Linked DNA regions of Anas platyrhynchos: all the other regions are linked to region 3. The links are chromatin contacts, called in public Hi-C maps. All regions are on one chromosome and are shown on one strand. The core of a region is the stretch at or near the end of the contact, and the rest is flanking DNA. Distances in the headings are between cores, read along the strand shown. Region 1 overlaps VAV2 (vav guanine nucleotide exchange factor 2). Region 2 has its middle 20 kb from the start of WDR5. Region 3 holds the start of VAV2 (vav guanine nucleotide exchange factor 2). Region 4 overlaps VAV2 (vav guanine nucleotide exchange factor 2).

Region 1 (3,690 bases), core at 768-3,267, 85 kb before region 3:
CTTTTTTTTTTTTCAGTCCACCATCACAAAAAAAAAAAAGTGACACCTGCTGAGCCATTTATCCCTCAAGCCTGTGCCACTTCATCCACTCGGATGGAGAGCAAAAGCCCCAGCAACATCAAACGCTGCTGGAGCAGCCTCTTAAAGATGATAAACCTCCAGAGCAGGCTTCTTCACAACAAACCCCAGCGCATTCAACAGCACCATTTCCAGAGATCAAAGAAGAGAACCCAGGAGTGATTGATCCAAGGCGTTTGTTTTAGAGACTAAAAAGAGAAGAAAAGACCAAGTGATTTGTTGTGGCGTTTAAAGGAAGCTTCTCAGCTTGAGGACAAGACTTACGGCAGCCAATCCTCCCCGACACCCAACGCAAAGCTCCCCTCTGAGCTTAAAACCATTCAGGTGATTTTCCGGGGCATGGAGCCCCCTGGAAAAAAAAAACTGCCTCTTGCAAGGAAATGCAGGAGCAGCCCCCAGCCAGAGCACACCACGCCGGGGATATTCAGTGAATATTTCAGCAGGCACCTAATGCAGAAGCAGCCCTCCCTTCTCTCCGTGGTCACTCGGGGCCATCCCACGCCGTATCCTCAGCAGCCATCCCCAGGCTCCTTGGCCACGATGCTTGCAGCTCGGCACGCTGCCTGCTCTCTGCTCTGAATTATTTAACGAGGAGAACGAGGTAGGCTGCAATTCTCCAGCAGCAATAAGCAGGAAGATTTATTTGTGAGCATATTTCAGCGTCTGGTGCCTTGTCCTAGCAACCGAAGCCAGCTGCTCACCTCTGGATGCCATCACAGAGAATACAGAGGGTCAGGGATGGGTCGGTTTTACTCAGATCATTGGGTTCAGTAGCATCTTAGCCTCAAATTCGTGTATGAGAGAGCAGGGTGAATCCAGTGTGATTAATCTTCTATTTCCCCTCTGTCTCCATCCAGATTTCTTGGGGACAGCCACCAGCCCCGCCGGCACAGTGGGGTTTGTATGACTTGTGTGAACGGCCACAGAAAACCACAGGAGGTGGCTCAGCCCTTGCCAGGAGCTGGATTCCAGCCTCCAGACACCAGCATGCTAATCTTGTCCCATTTTCCCAAGTCCAGGGATAGCACTTCGGTGCTTTAAACAGCAGGCTGGGTGTGTGACGCCTGTGAAACCTGAGCTGCACCCATCTGCTGCCCCTTCTGCAAGGGATTTCTTGATAAATGGAAAGGACCAGAGCCTGAAATGGGTACAAATGGGCTTCTGCAGCTCTGCTGGGATGGATGGGGCTGTACTGAGCGTTCTGTGCTCAGGATCTGGCTGAAAAACATTTTCGTACGTGGGATCTCCAGACTGTAATCACACCTTGCAGTAACTCACAAAGCCATGGCTGGATGCGCAGATCCTCCAACGAGCCCTTTCTGAAGAAAGCCTTATGGAAAGACAGAGAAAGCCAGGACTCTGATTTCACCAAGGTTTTGTACTTCAGGCTTTCAGCATGAGTTTGGGTGTTAGGTTAGCAGCCAGCCTTGGCTCCTGGGCTTTTGGGTGAGTCTGGGTGCGCACACGGACCCGTGGGACCTGCTGGCCAAGGCACCCAGCATGCCCACACTCTGTGTCACATCTGCTTGCAGGACACATACTTGGGGAGGTGCTTGCATCCCAAACACACCCACGTACGAGGAGAAACCCTTCCAGAGAGCTAAAGGAAAAGAGTTCAGACCTCATCCATCCGAGGATCCCAGCAGCACCTTCTCCTTACTGAGAGCATTTGGCGAGCAGCGTGCTGACGGCCGTGGGGCGCTCGCTCCTCAGCCCCTGGGGTGACGCAGGACGTAATGCTTTCATCAGCACAGCGCCCGTGGGGCCGTCCAAAGAAACCATGTGGTTCTGCAAGATGTTTGCATGCAACCGAGAACGCGTCCGTCATCGGCTTCGGGGGGGTGAGAGATTTATGGCTGCGGCGAGAGGTGGGTGTGAGCTGACCGGGGGGACCCAGAGCTCCTTCCCCAGCTCTGCTCTCACGCCGGGCACTTCCCCAAGCTTTGGTTCCCCTCTGTGAGATGGGAACAAGCTTGGGGAATGGTTTTGGTCAAGCCCTATGAGACAGACAAAAAGCATGCTCTTAATGTCCGATTCTCTAAAGCAGGATGGAATCAATTCTCCCCGCAGAACAAGACACATCGGAGCATACCAAAAGCTGCTGAATTTAATTAAAATCATGCTATTGTGTTACATTACTCATCTCTGGAAAGAAGCACCTCGTGCTGTGCCAAATTTTAGACACGTCTTCTGAAAAATTATGATTTGCTTTTATTTGTGGTCTGGAACTCGCAGAAATTCTCACAAGATTAATTCTGATAGAAATTCAGCAGGGAAGCAGCAAGCTACATAATCAGATAACACAAAGATGATGATTTTGCAGGAGAGTACTTACAGCATTCAGCACAGCGCACTGCACAGTGCCCAAGGGTTAGCTGCATGCCCTGATTTATCTTTAGCTCGAATCTGAACCAAATATTTCTGGAGACTATGAGACAAGAAAATAACAGCTCGTATAATTTTATGTTTCAACACATTATCGCGTTTTTAAAAAAAAATTCTCATGCAGCAATGCTTCGCTCTGGAAAGTGGCACGATTTCCTCCTCACTTCAGCTCCGCTTTGACAATAACAGATGGGTAAAATCAAAAGGGGAATCCAGAAACATCGTTCCCAAAGAGAAGTACCCTCTGGGGTAACAATCCCTAGGAAGGGATGTGGTCCAGCTCTCTGACTCAGAAAAACGCTTGATTTAAAAACATTGTGGCTGAAAATCAACGGCCAGCGTGGTGAGCAGGGGCAGTGCCAGCTTCCCATGTCCCAGTGCTGGGGGAGGGCAGCAGCCCGTCCCCAGGGCATGTTCCCCCTGGTCTCCTTGGGAGTATGAGGACAAATCACACCCCACAACAGTTAGTTACACCCCGCAAAGCTCCTCGATTGCCTCAATTTGCAAATCTCTCTGAGCCTTGCTCTTAACGTGCAGCAAAGCGGCCCGAGGAAATCTTTCAGTACTCTGAGCAGCTGTTTCCCTGCTGTACCTGAGCAGCTGCAGCCCTCTGAAGCGCTCACCAATAATGCCAAATCTCTCCCCAAATTCATATTCCTGCCTGCTCCCAGGTGTGTGCCAGCACAGCCACCCAGACAGGGCCCTGCTGTGTAACACCAGCCAGACACAAACAGGCCCCTGGCCTCAACAGCACTGCCTGTGCTCCATCAGGAACCAAAAGATGCGTATTCCCCTCGCCAGAGGGGTGCAAAGCGATGTGACTTGGCCCCAAGAGGAGGCAGGACCCGATCCTGAACCTTCACATCCCCCCAGCGCTGGCAGCTGCCCACCTCCCCACCCCTGTTTTGGATCTGCTGAGCCTGAAACCCCTCTGCAGGCCTAGGGAAAGTGCCGAAGTTCAGCACAGCCTTCCCCACACCAGCCCATGTGCTGACACCAAGCAGGGGAGAAGGCTGTGGGTGCTCTGCCATTGCACCCAGAGGTGGGAGGCGAGGCAGGGAGGGACCCTGAGGGAAGCTCAGCACCTTCGAGGCAACGAGCCGTGACGAGGCTGGTGAACCCAAAGAGCCAGCGAGCCCCAGATCTCACCACTAAGCCGAGCTGTTCACTTCAGGGCTGTACCTGCATTACGCAAGGCTGCTGGTGGGGAGGGGGCGAGAAACTGCC
Region 2 (3,627 bases), core at 182-2,681, 74 kb after region 3:
GTGAGCGACTCTGGCACAGGCACGGTTGAAACTGGAGGATTTTGGAGAAACAGGCAAAAGCTGTTTCCGAGAGCGGCTGAGCCCAGGCTCGGTGGTGTCTGTGGTTTGGAGGTTTCACTTACTCTTTACAAACCTTGTTTCAAAGCTGCCTTGTTCCTGTGATTTGATCCCAGCTCAAATCTCCGGCTAATCTTTGATTTCGCACTGACCTCTAGCGGGAGCTGGCTCTGCGTTTTGGGGCCCAGTGGGTGAACAAGCGGCGGGCAGATTTGGTTTCTGACTCAGTGCTGAACACAACCTGGCGAGGCAGCGAGTGCTGCAAATCCTTCCGTGGAGAACAGCTAGGAAGGAGTTGAAGCGTTTTCCCCTGAAAAAAAAAAATAATAACAACCAGCTGTGTTTTCATATGCTCTCCTTTAGCATCCGGGCTCCAGTGTTACGGCTGCAACATCATCGTTGGCACCAAGTACGTGGACATGGGGTGCTCGAACCCCGAGGTGATCACCTGCTCCCACTCCCACCAGGGCTTCAAACACCGGTTCTGCATTAAGACAGAGAGCGGTGAGTTCTGCCCGCCTGCCTGCCCACAGCAAACCCCGAAGCCTCGCAGCCTCTGTCCCTGATGCCCCGCGCTCTGCTTGCTTTGCAGTGGTCCTGGGCAGCCTGCTGACCAGCGGCTGTGCCACCTCCCGTCACTGCCAGCAGCAGGAGCTGCCGGGGGTCCGCATCCACTGCTGCGATACCGATCTCTGCAACGGCTCCCCCCGGCTCGCCGGCGGCCGCCTGCTGCTTCCCTGCCTCCTGGCAGCCCTGCTCCTCTCCTGAACCCCCCCCCAAGGGGTTTGGGATGGGGGTCTCTGAGCTTCAGAGGGGGGATGTGCGCCCATCCCTGCTCCTGCGCAGCGCCCTCCTCGCCCCTCTCCTCAATAAAAGCCGATGAATGTTTTGCCCTGGAGAGAATGTTTGCCCTGGAGATGGGGCTGCTTCTTGGGAGGGAGGTGGGCAGGGGGTGTTGGGGTTGGGACCCCCCTTGCAGCCCCAGCACAAGGACATGGAGCTGTTGGAGGGGGTCCCGAGGAGGCCGGGGGGGTGCTGAGGGGCTGGAGCCCCTCTGCTGTGGAGGGAGGCTGGGGGTGTGGAGGAGGCTCCAGAGGGGGCTTATAGCGGCCTGTCTGTCCCTAAAAGGGGCTGCAGGACAGCTGGGGAGGGTCTCTGTGTCAGTGATAGGACAAGGGGGAACGGCTTTAAGCTAAAAGAAGTGAGATTTAGGTCAGATATGAGGTAGAAATTCACTACGAGGGAGGTGAGGCCCAGGCTGCCCCGAGGAGCCACCATGGCTCCATCCCTGCTGCCCCCAACCCTGGCAGTGCCAAGGACCGGGCTGGGGGGGCTTTGGGCAGCCTGGGCTGGGGGCAGGGGTCGTGCCCAAGGCAGGGGGGGCTCTGAGGGCCTCCCCAGGCCGAAGCAGGCCTCGGCTCTGCGGCTCCATCACACCCCACCAGGGGGCACCCGGGGGCCGCCAGCCGGGGTTTTTTTTTTTTGGGGGGGGGGGGGGTCGAGGAGCTGGGGCAGCCCCCCCATAAAACCAGGCTGTCCCCGGGGCTACCCGGCAGAGTTCACCCCCTCCTCGACCCCAAGAAAAGGCTGCAGGGATCTAAAGCAGCCCCAAAGCAATGGGGGATGAGGGGATGGAGCCCTAGGATAGCCCCTCTGGGGGACACGGGGGTGGTGATGGGGGGGAGCGGGGTGTCCCAAGGAGGCACGAGCCCGTCAGACATCGTCTTGAGCAAAAAAGCCCCAAAAGCTGGGGCAAAAATCTGCCCCCCCCCCCCCCGTGGAGCTGGACCGAAGGGGCTCCGTCAAGGTCATGGTGCTGGGAATTAAGTGCTGGTGCCTCGGGATCCAGCCTCGTGCTTTTATCACCAGGGAAACGGCAGAAAGCTCGCCCGTGAGGCCTGGAAGAAATGTTTTTATTCTAAACTTTTTTTTTTTTCCTTCCGATAGAGAAAAAAAAAATATTTCAAAAGGCATTTTCCATGCAGAACATCAGCTTTTGATGACATTTTTTTTCCGATGAGTGTCAGAAAACAAGTCTAAACTCTACTAAAAATATTATCTGAGGCATCTTCCCAGCAGAATCACCTTGGGGCTGATACAAGACATTTTCAGATTCTGAAGATTAACAAAAAAAAGAGGGAATTGGAAAACAAATCCTGCCACAATGACAAGAACGGCAGCGATAACCAATTCCTCTCCTTTCCCCTTACAATATTCCTTACGGATTTGGGGGGAGCAAGGAACCTTTCCTTGGCAGCTGGAGGTATTCTCGCTCCTGGGTATTTATCAGCCCGGATCCGTGCTGAGCTCCTGCAACCAAACCTTGGTGCCTTCAGCCAGCTCCGATAGAAATTCCCATTTCTTGGCTGGGACTGGGGATGAGCTGCTGGTGGAGGGGACAGAGTTGGTGGCCGGGGGTCCCGGTGTGGCGCAGGCCACCTTGCTGGCTAGCAGTGGCTCGAGGCAAGGAGCCACCTCCGTCCCCTCCGCCGTGGTCCCCTGCCGCCTGCCTGCCTCCAGATGGTGATGCTGCTGGCCCCGCTCTGCCCCCCTTGCCCGGCTTGAGTCATCCATCTTGCACTGTGTAAGAGGCCTGTTGCAATTAAGTAGGCTGAAGTGCTCCTGAACTCTTTAACCTTTGCCCTGGGATTGCTCCTTTTGCCCCAGGGCTGTGGATCAGCTCCATTGCACTCTCCAAACAGCGCCTGCTACTTAGCTGACATTTCTTTCTCCTGCTGGATCCTATTAGCACCCTGAGGTTGAAAATGCTACTTTGGAGTGTTGTAAGGAATGTGATTTATACTGGAAAGTAGCGGCAATCTATCTTTCCCTATACACACACTACACGTGAGGCTGGAGAGCTAAATCCACATCGCCTGAACAAACAGCAACTCGGGTAATTGTTGAGGAGGCTTTGGACACCTCGCAGGAAGGGCAGGCATGGAGCCGGGCTCGGGGCAGGCAGCTGACGGCAGGGCTGGCTGGAAAAATGCCTCTCATGCGATCCTGTGCCCGTACCCCTGCAAAAATCTGGTGCCAAAAGTGCTGCAGGCAGGGCCAGGAGTGGGGCTGTGGGCAAAGGTGCTGGGTCCCACAGTGCATTTCTCTACCCTGTGCCCTGCCCGTTGGCCTCGTGTCCAGGGGAGAGCAGAGTTGGGCAGAATTTGCACTGGTTTGCCTGCGTGCGAGTACGAATCACCGAGAACGCAACGCGCACGGGAGGCAGATGAAAATAAGAATTGAATGGTGCCTGAAGGAGGGCTGATTAGCCTTTATCAGATATGACACACTAACCACCGAGGCTCCTGGCTGGAATACCGGGCTAAAATCTCCGCAGTGTCAAATTTCATCCTCCTAAGCAAAGAGACACTTTCCATAGTGTTTGTGTGAATCTTCTGGATAAGCCCCGGAGACTGAAACCATCTCGGCTTCATGTGGGCATTAAAAGTCCCACCCACGTGTTTAAAAAAAGCCCCAAACCCAGAAACGCAAAAGCTGACATTTACTCGAAAATGTCTTCTTCCTGCATCGCTGCATGGCATCCCGTGCGATCGGCATCTCCTCCCTCCT
Region 3 (3,247 bases), core at 17-2,516:
GGCAAACTTTTGCCCCTCGGGCCAGCAACCCTGCCAGGACAGCGCTCAGAGCACCGCTCCTGCAGCGCATCAAAGCCGAACATAAGCCTCGAGAAAAGCCCTGGAAGTAACCACGCCAGCCTCATCCCGGCCGTGCTGGCTGCTTTTGTTTCGAGAGGGCTATAAATATGGGGGGGGGGGCACACACAGACTGCCTTCTTCCCCCGGGGCGGTTTCTCCCCCCCCCAGCCCCCTTGTGCAGCCGCTGCCGGCTTCCCAGCCCTGAGCCCCGGTGCTGGGGCTGAGCCTCGGGGTACGGGTTTGGAGCTAAAATAGGGGGGTTGGGGGCTAAGGGCAGCCGGGGGGGCTGGAAAAAAAGCTCTACACACACACACACACACCTATCCACGCCCGCACTCACTCATCCCACGAAGTTTTGCAAGAACAACACAAAGAGCCCTATACGCATACCACCACCCCCCCAAAAAAAAATAATAAAAAATAAAAATCCAATGAATACCTGGGACATCTGGGGCCTGAAGTTGATGTCCTTGAGGTCGATGGAGCCGGGGGAGAGGTTGTGGAGCAGCTGGCACAGCAGCACCCCGTCCCGCAGCGCCTGCGCCAGGTCGAAGACCACCGCCGAGGGCCAGACCACCCGGTGGTTGGGGGGCAAAACTTTGCAGTCGATGAGCCAGCGGCCGCACTGCCTCCACTCCTCCATGGCCACGACCTTCCTCCTCCTCCTCCTCCTCTTCCTCCTCCTCCCTGCTCAGGGGCAGCGGGCGGCTGCCGCCGCGCTACCGCCCCGCTCCATCGCCGCTCACCGCCCGGGGAAGCATCGGCGGGGAGGAGGAGGAGGAGGAGGAGGAAGGAGGAGGAAGGGGAGGAGGGGGACGGCGCCGAGTTTTCCGGCGGAGGGCTGCCCCTGCCCCCGCTGCGGCCCCACCGCCGGGGCTAGGCGCGCCGCATCGGCCCGGGAACAAAGGGGCCACCCCCGCGCAACTTCGTGTCCCCCCTCCCCGGCCCGGGGAAACTTGCTCCTGCCGCTGCTGCTTTTGCTGCTTTTGCTCCTTTTGCTCCTGCTTTTGCTCCTCCTGCAGCCGCTGCTCCTGCTCCCGAAGCTGCTCCTGCTCCCGAAGCTGCTCTCGCTCCTGGTGCTGCTCCTGCTTTTGCTCCTGCCCCCGCCCCACCTGCACAGCCGCGGAGCTGGCGCTGGGGACGCCCCCGCTGCCGTCGCGGGTGGGAATTTGCTGCCCCCCCCCTCCCCTCACCACCACCACCACCCCCGGGCCGAAGCCCCCGCCCCGCCGGGAGGAGCTCCCGGCCCGCCCCCGCCGCCCCTTTGTCTGCGGGAGCGCTGCACGCCTCCTTTCCTTCCCTTTTATTTTTTTTTTTATTTTCCCCTTTATTTTCTCTCTTTGCACCCCCCCCCGCTCCCTCCTCCTGCAGCTCCCCGCTCCCCGTCCTGCTGCGGACCCCCCCCAGCCGCCCGCTGCTCCGCTCCCCCCCGGCCCCCGTTCGCATTTGGGGTCCCCAAGACCCCCCCCCAGCAGCCTCCCGGCCCTCCCCCGAGCAGCCGCTGCTTTGTCTGGCTCCACGCTCCCCCTCTCCGGCTCGTGTTTGGGCTGCAAATACTGCAGGGGAGATGTTTAACCCAAACAAGCGATCGTGTTCCTTGACTTTCAAACACGAAGACAACTCCTATAATTAATTACCAGCGTATTTATTGCAAACCTCAACTCTTGGCCATTAACTCCTTGGCAGCAAACTCCTGAAAATCTCTAATTTTCCCTCGGTGGCTCCCATCCAAATCAGCACACTTCAGAGCAGCCTCTTTTCAAATCTGGTCTGAGTTTTCTTTGGAGATCCTCTCCCAAGAGTTTGTCAATTAATTTTCGTCCTGGCTTTCCAGATAGCCAACACCGGAAGCCGAGGCTGGGACGAAGGGAAGCTATTAACCTGGATGTCAAACAAATGCAACGCTAATCTCTTCCAAATGTAGCCAAGTGGAGATAAAGAAGAAAGAGCAACTCTGCTGGCATGACCCTTCGCTTCCAGGATGGGAAGGAAGATCCCTGTAAAGAATGAAAAACAATTGTTTGATATTCCAAGGACAGTTTGGAGAAGCTTTTTTATTTTTTTATTTATTTTTTTTCAAATAGCACGGGAAGTGCTTCTTTTAGCCTGATGTGCTGGCGCTCGATCTGCCCCCGGTCTGGCTGCGTGCGGTGCCTGGTGCGCCTCTGGCAGGGCAGGATGGGTGCGAGTATAAACGGAGAGGGAACAGCATCCCTGTGCCCCGGCCTCGCAATCAGAGCTGTGCCCTGCCCTGGGTGTACTGGGGAGCATGCTGATCCGCAGCTCCCCGTACCCTGCGGAGGTGATTTCTCTCCATAACTTTCTCATTCCTGAAGTTCACCATTAAGCCTCTCTGCCTGGGCTCCAGCAGCACCCAGTGGGCAGGAGTCACGCAGCCATTGAAAGGCGTGGAGTCCTGCCAGGGATAATTTTGGGTCACTGAGCCCTAGTCTGCCCTGTGAGATCAGGTCTGTAGGTAGAGGGCTACAGAGGAGTTTATTATATGCGTATAATTAAAGCTGCTTGCTATGGCCTGGCTTTTTTTACTGCATAATAAAACCCCTGCTTGGCCCCCGGACACTTAGGACCGATCGCCGCAGCTGCAAAGCCAGCATCTGCGTGGGAGGTGCTGAAGCAAGGACGCTTCTCACCCACCTCTGCAGCAGGAAAAACAGCTGATAGCAGGGATTTCTGAGAGGGGAAACAACTGGAAGGCAAGGCTCGGCGACGAGCGTGCAGCCAGCACGCACTCTTGTGGGCTGCGAGCTGCAGATCATACAAACGTCCTGAACCCGGGAGTATGGGACAAGCAAAGAGGATCTGGGAACTGCTTCCAGTGTGAACCTAAAGCTGAAAGGGGGATTGGACAAATGAAAGGAGGACGGGGTGGGTTTTGTGCTCCCCTCTCCTGCCCCTTGGCACTGCTGGGAATGACAGGGAATGATGGACAGCCAAGGAATGACAGACAGCCTGGGAATGAGAGACAGGCAGGGAACGAGAGACAGCCAGGGAATGACAGGCAGCCAGGGAACGACAGACAGCCAGGGAACGAAGGACAGGACAGCCCGGGGCAGCGGCGGAGCTGCTGGCAGAGGCTGACACCACCCTCTGCTGGGCACCCAGCGCGCTGCTCTCGGCCCTCGTGGCCCATCCTCGTGTTGCTTTCTCAAGTGAGGGGCCTGAGAGA
Region 4 (3,665 bases), core at 133-2,632, 110 kb before region 3:
AGGGCATGCCCTGTGCCCTGTGCTGTGCTGGCACTGCTCGACCAGGCAGCTGCTGCAATTTTTCCCATTTCCCAGAAGAGGGCAATGCATTAATCCAGTGGTACACGAGCAGGCAGACAGCTCCTGCTGCGATGGCAAACCCAACACGTGGCTTTTACCTGGTGTGAGCCCCGGCAGCACCCTTTACTCCCAGCTCTCATCACCTTAATTCCCATCATCGCCCTGAATAAAAAAGCTCCAAGCCGCCTTCTTTGTCAAAACATCCACGTCTGTAAAATAACTGCTTTGGATGCACGTTTGCTGGGAAGGGCACTTGCCCCAGCTTGGCCCTGCTGGCAGCCAGCCCACAAGAGCATCCCTAAATCCAGCGCTTCTGAACTCCAGGATTTCCAACCACACAAAAAGGTGATTTTGAAAAATACGGAGACAATCAGTGGTGCTTGATCTTCTCTGAAAAATTCCCTGCTTCTCCAAATTTTGACCCACCAGACAGGGAACCCAGCTCCTTCAGCTGAAACTACTTCTCACATCCTTCCAACTGTATCTTCGATGCCCGTTTGCTTCTGATCTGCTCCCAGCCTCCTTGTTCTCAACAACAGCTCCTGTCACTTTGGATTAAATCTGAGCAGGGAATTTTTTAAGACAACCCTCCAGGCGAGACCTTCCCAACACAGGAAGGGTTAATCACAGATGATAATCACAAGTCTGCATGACAATACTCGTAACATCACCAAGTGCCCAGGCCAGCCAGTGGCAGGGACGGTTATGAAGAATGACAAAACTAAAAGCCTCGTGAAACGAAGCTGGCATCCTCCGTCAGCACTTGAGTGTTCAGCAGAGCATTTGTTCCCTTCTGCTGAGCAAATCTGTCTCACGTGCAAAGGGGAAACCCAATCCCAGGATCATCGGTGGCTCGAAACAGCGGCAGCAATGTGCAGAATGGGTCTGCAGGATTCACCAGGGAACCTGCCTCACCTCCCCGTCCCCTGGGGTTCAGCTCTGTGCTCACGTGGGGGGACAATGCATGCACCAAATACCTCCACGTGCAGCTTTTTGGTGCAAACTGCCACTGCCTTGTGCTAGCAACCACGCGGGCAAAATAAAAGGGAGGTGAAGCCCTTTGGGAAACGTGCCCCCAGCCATAGGCACGCACCCCCTGCACAGCTCTCAGGAGGGACAGCAGGATAATAGTGTCTGCCAGCACGGGAAACAGAAAGGCTGGAATCTCGATGAAAAACATTACTTGTATGTTAAGCCTTGGTTTACAAATCAATTAAAATCAAACTGTTCTGCTTCCTTCGCCCCCGGCGAGCCCTGTGCGGTCTGAATTGCATCCGCGCTCTCCTGGAGATGGGGCAGGGAAAGCAAACAAAGCTCTCAGCTTCCTCCAAATAATGCTGACTCTGTAGTGCAACCGGACTGCGTACATTTATTTATTAGCAGAGGTAGTGGGGGATGCCGTTATTACGAGGCCATAAGCAGGGTTTAACAGCTGTCACTGGGTTTGTCACTTTGTCTCATCGGCCAGGACATTTTGGGGACAGAGGTGATTTGTGGCACGAGGAAGAATCCCTTCCCCTGCTCCCTTCTCTCGCCCAGAGCGTTCATCTGAGGCCACGGTCATGTATTGTGGAGAGGGAATGCGATGTCCTTTACACAACCTCGGCTAGGACGACCTACATATCGGCTCTGCCTTCGCTGGCTTGCAGGGATAGCAGCTAAAAAGGTCACCAACCTTATGTAACTGCCAGGAAATGCAGTGTCATTAAAAAAGCTGAGGCTCGGAGTAGAAAACAAACAAAGTGACCTCAGAGCACACGAATGATGCTGGGGATGAATCCCGTGGTGGTCCCCGAGAGGAAAACTGGATGCAACCATCACCTTCCCATCAGATTCTGCTGGCAATGGTCCTGCTGTGAATTTGGGGTGCCCAAGGGGATGTACCCAAGTCACAAAACCTTTGGATGAGTCCCCAGCTCCACCTCCTCAAAAAATTTAAAACAAATCCAGGTTTTGCTGCAAGAAGTCTAGGTTTCTGGAAACATTATTTTCTTCGAAAAAATACACTTGGAGAGCAGGCCCCCCAGCCTGGATGACACCGTGCAGGCAGGGGCTGACTCCAGGGGTGCCCCCAGGCTTGCAGGTACGGCTGGAGCTCCTCCAGATCCCTACCAGAAAACCAAGAGCCCAATTTGGCACGGCCCCTTTACCCCCAACAGTAGTTAGTGAAAAGTCCTACATTGTAAACAAACACCAGCTTCCCCAGACGCTCAGGGAGGAAGGTAACGGTGATGGCTAGAGCTGTGCTGCAAAGCAATCCCGTCAAACAGCACCCAATGCACACACGTGTCCTAAAGGAGGGGACGCTGCCTTCTCCCAGGCTGCCGGGCTGTTTGTCACCTACACACCCGTACCTGCATCGCCTCCAGAGCCTCCTTCAGCTGCTGCTTCTCTGGGCGCTCTGACGAGTGGCTGAGCAGCTCCTGAAACACAAAAGCAGGGGATGCATGGGGGGAGCTGCCCGCATCGGTGCTGCAGCCACGGGACGGGGACGGCGCCAACTTGCTGGTGCTGCAGAGAGCCGTTACACGGAGCTGACGGCAGGAATTTCACACATAATCAGATTATATGCAAGCTTATTTGATATTCATTAACTGCCTCTTGTGGCTAACAAGTGCAGAATTACCCCAGGTCACCATACTTTAAGAGACGGCACAAATATTATGTCATGTTAAGTAGCTCTAGTAATTATTTCATTTGAAAGGGGGGGAAAAAAACAAACCTCACTCTGCATCTGGCAATGCTTCCTTCTCTACTGTAAATGCCAAAAGATGCTACAGTGAGGATGGCAGCTGGAGGGAAGTGCTAATGCTGAAACACTTACTTTTAGCAGGAGATGGTATTTCAAAACTCTTTGCATTGGAACCACCAGCAGATCCTGCAATTTAAATTTCCCATCCTGGACCTTCAGCGTGCATTCCTATTAAAGAAATCGATAAGGCAGGAGTGAAGTAGCTGAGGGAAAACAATGACTACCCCACAATAATAAAAAAACACACTCAGAAGTTCCACAGCTGTAACATTTTGCTTCTGTAACCTCTGTTCTGCTGAGGATCCGCTCGCAGGGCTGCCACCGTGGAGGTTATCGAGGAATAACACACAGGGGCTGGACCCTCAAATGCAGGCATTCTCATGCAGCTGAGCTACCGCAGCTTAATGAGATGCTGCTCATTAGGAGAGCACGCGAGTGCTCCTAGACCTCGGGAAATGTCAAATGAAACGCATTAGCTTAACTCACCTCCTCACCGGCTTGAACTAATGCATTTTATTTGCAAGGGGCTAGGAGCAAGCACGCAGACAGTTGCTGTGGCTTTGCTGATAAGCATTAAAGTCATTAAGATAAGCTAATGTGATCACAGGAAGTTTTGCATAGCTACCTTCACCCAGACCCGTTTGGATACGAGGCTGTGCTAGCCCAGGACCTCTCCGTGGCCTCAGGAGGATCAGCTGAGCTGCCTCAAGGGAGGGAGCACACGGAAAAGCACAGGAGCAAGGGGATGTCACAGCAACCAAGCCTTCAGCAGAGCATGCAGCTCGGACCCTGATAGCTTGATGCAAAATCCGGGGAAGATGTTTAAAGTAATTACTGAATGCACAGCCTTATC

What was found. A called contact is a pair of places that touch in the nucleus more often than the background predicts.
Region 1: a Hi-C map of subcutaneous adipose tissue shows a contact between it and region 3, with 2.5 times the contacts expected there. The contact joins the enhancer-like site here to the promoter of VAV2 in region 3. A contact is called at or near these places in 3 of 8 Hi-C or Micro-C datasets (skeletal muscle and subcutaneous adipose tissue).
Region 2: a Hi-C map of subcutaneous adipose tissue shows a contact between it and region 3, with 2.8 times the contacts expected there. The contact joins the enhancer-like site here to the promoter of VAV2 in region 3. A contact is called at or near these places in 2 of 8 Hi-C or Micro-C datasets (F5 follicle and subcutaneous adipose tissue).
Region 4: a contact with region 3 is called in a Hi-C map of liver, with 4 times the contacts expected there. The contact joins the enhancer-like site here to the promoter of VAV2 in region 3. A contact is called at or near these places in 3 of 8 Hi-C or Micro-C datasets (liver, skeletal muscle and subcutaneous adipose tissue).

Annotation. Positions count from the first base shown.
Region 1 is chr18:8,986,343-8,990,032 of IASCAAS_PekinDuck_T2T, reverse strand. The region is part of intron 3 of VAV2 (vav guanine nucleotide exchange factor 2); the gene reads right to left. Among named protein-coding and RNA genes, the nearest start is that of SARDH, 41 kb to the left of the region's middle. Within about 2 kb of position 2,017, at least 2 of the 8 cell types and tissues checked have an H3K27ac peak or open chromatin away from gene starts, as enhancers often do. A contact at or near this core is called in subcutaneous adipose tissue, where this site is marked.
Region 2 is chr18:8,827,450-8,831,076 of IASCAAS_PekinDuck_T2T, reverse strand. No RefSeq gene overlaps it. Among named protein-coding and RNA genes, the nearest start is that of WDR5, 20 kb to the left of the region's middle. Within about 2 kb of position 1,431, at least 3 of the 8 cell types and tissues checked have an H3K27ac peak or open chromatin away from gene starts, as enhancers often do. A contact at or near this core is called in subcutaneous adipose tissue, where this site is marked.
Region 3 is chr18:8,901,441-8,904,687 of IASCAAS_PekinDuck_T2T, reverse strand. It overlaps VAV2 (vav guanine nucleotide exchange factor 2), which reads right to left and starts at 1,266. Exons shown (of 28, transcript XM_027471053.3): 1 at 500-1,266. The coding sequence starts at 703. It overlaps LOC110351613 (a long non-coding RNA gene), which reads right to left. Exons shown (of 2, transcript XR_003500981.3): 2 at 1,685-2,057.
Region 4 is chr18:9,007,423-9,011,087 of IASCAAS_PekinDuck_T2T, reverse strand. It overlaps VAV2 (vav guanine nucleotide exchange factor 2), which reads right to left. Exons shown (of 28, transcript XM_027471053.3): 10 at 2,885-2,980; 11 at 2,415-2,483. Among named protein-coding and RNA genes, the nearest start is that of SARDH, 20 kb to the left of the region's middle. Within about 2 kb of position 1,382, at least 2 of the 8 cell types and tissues checked have an H3K27ac peak or open chromatin away from gene starts, as enhancers often do.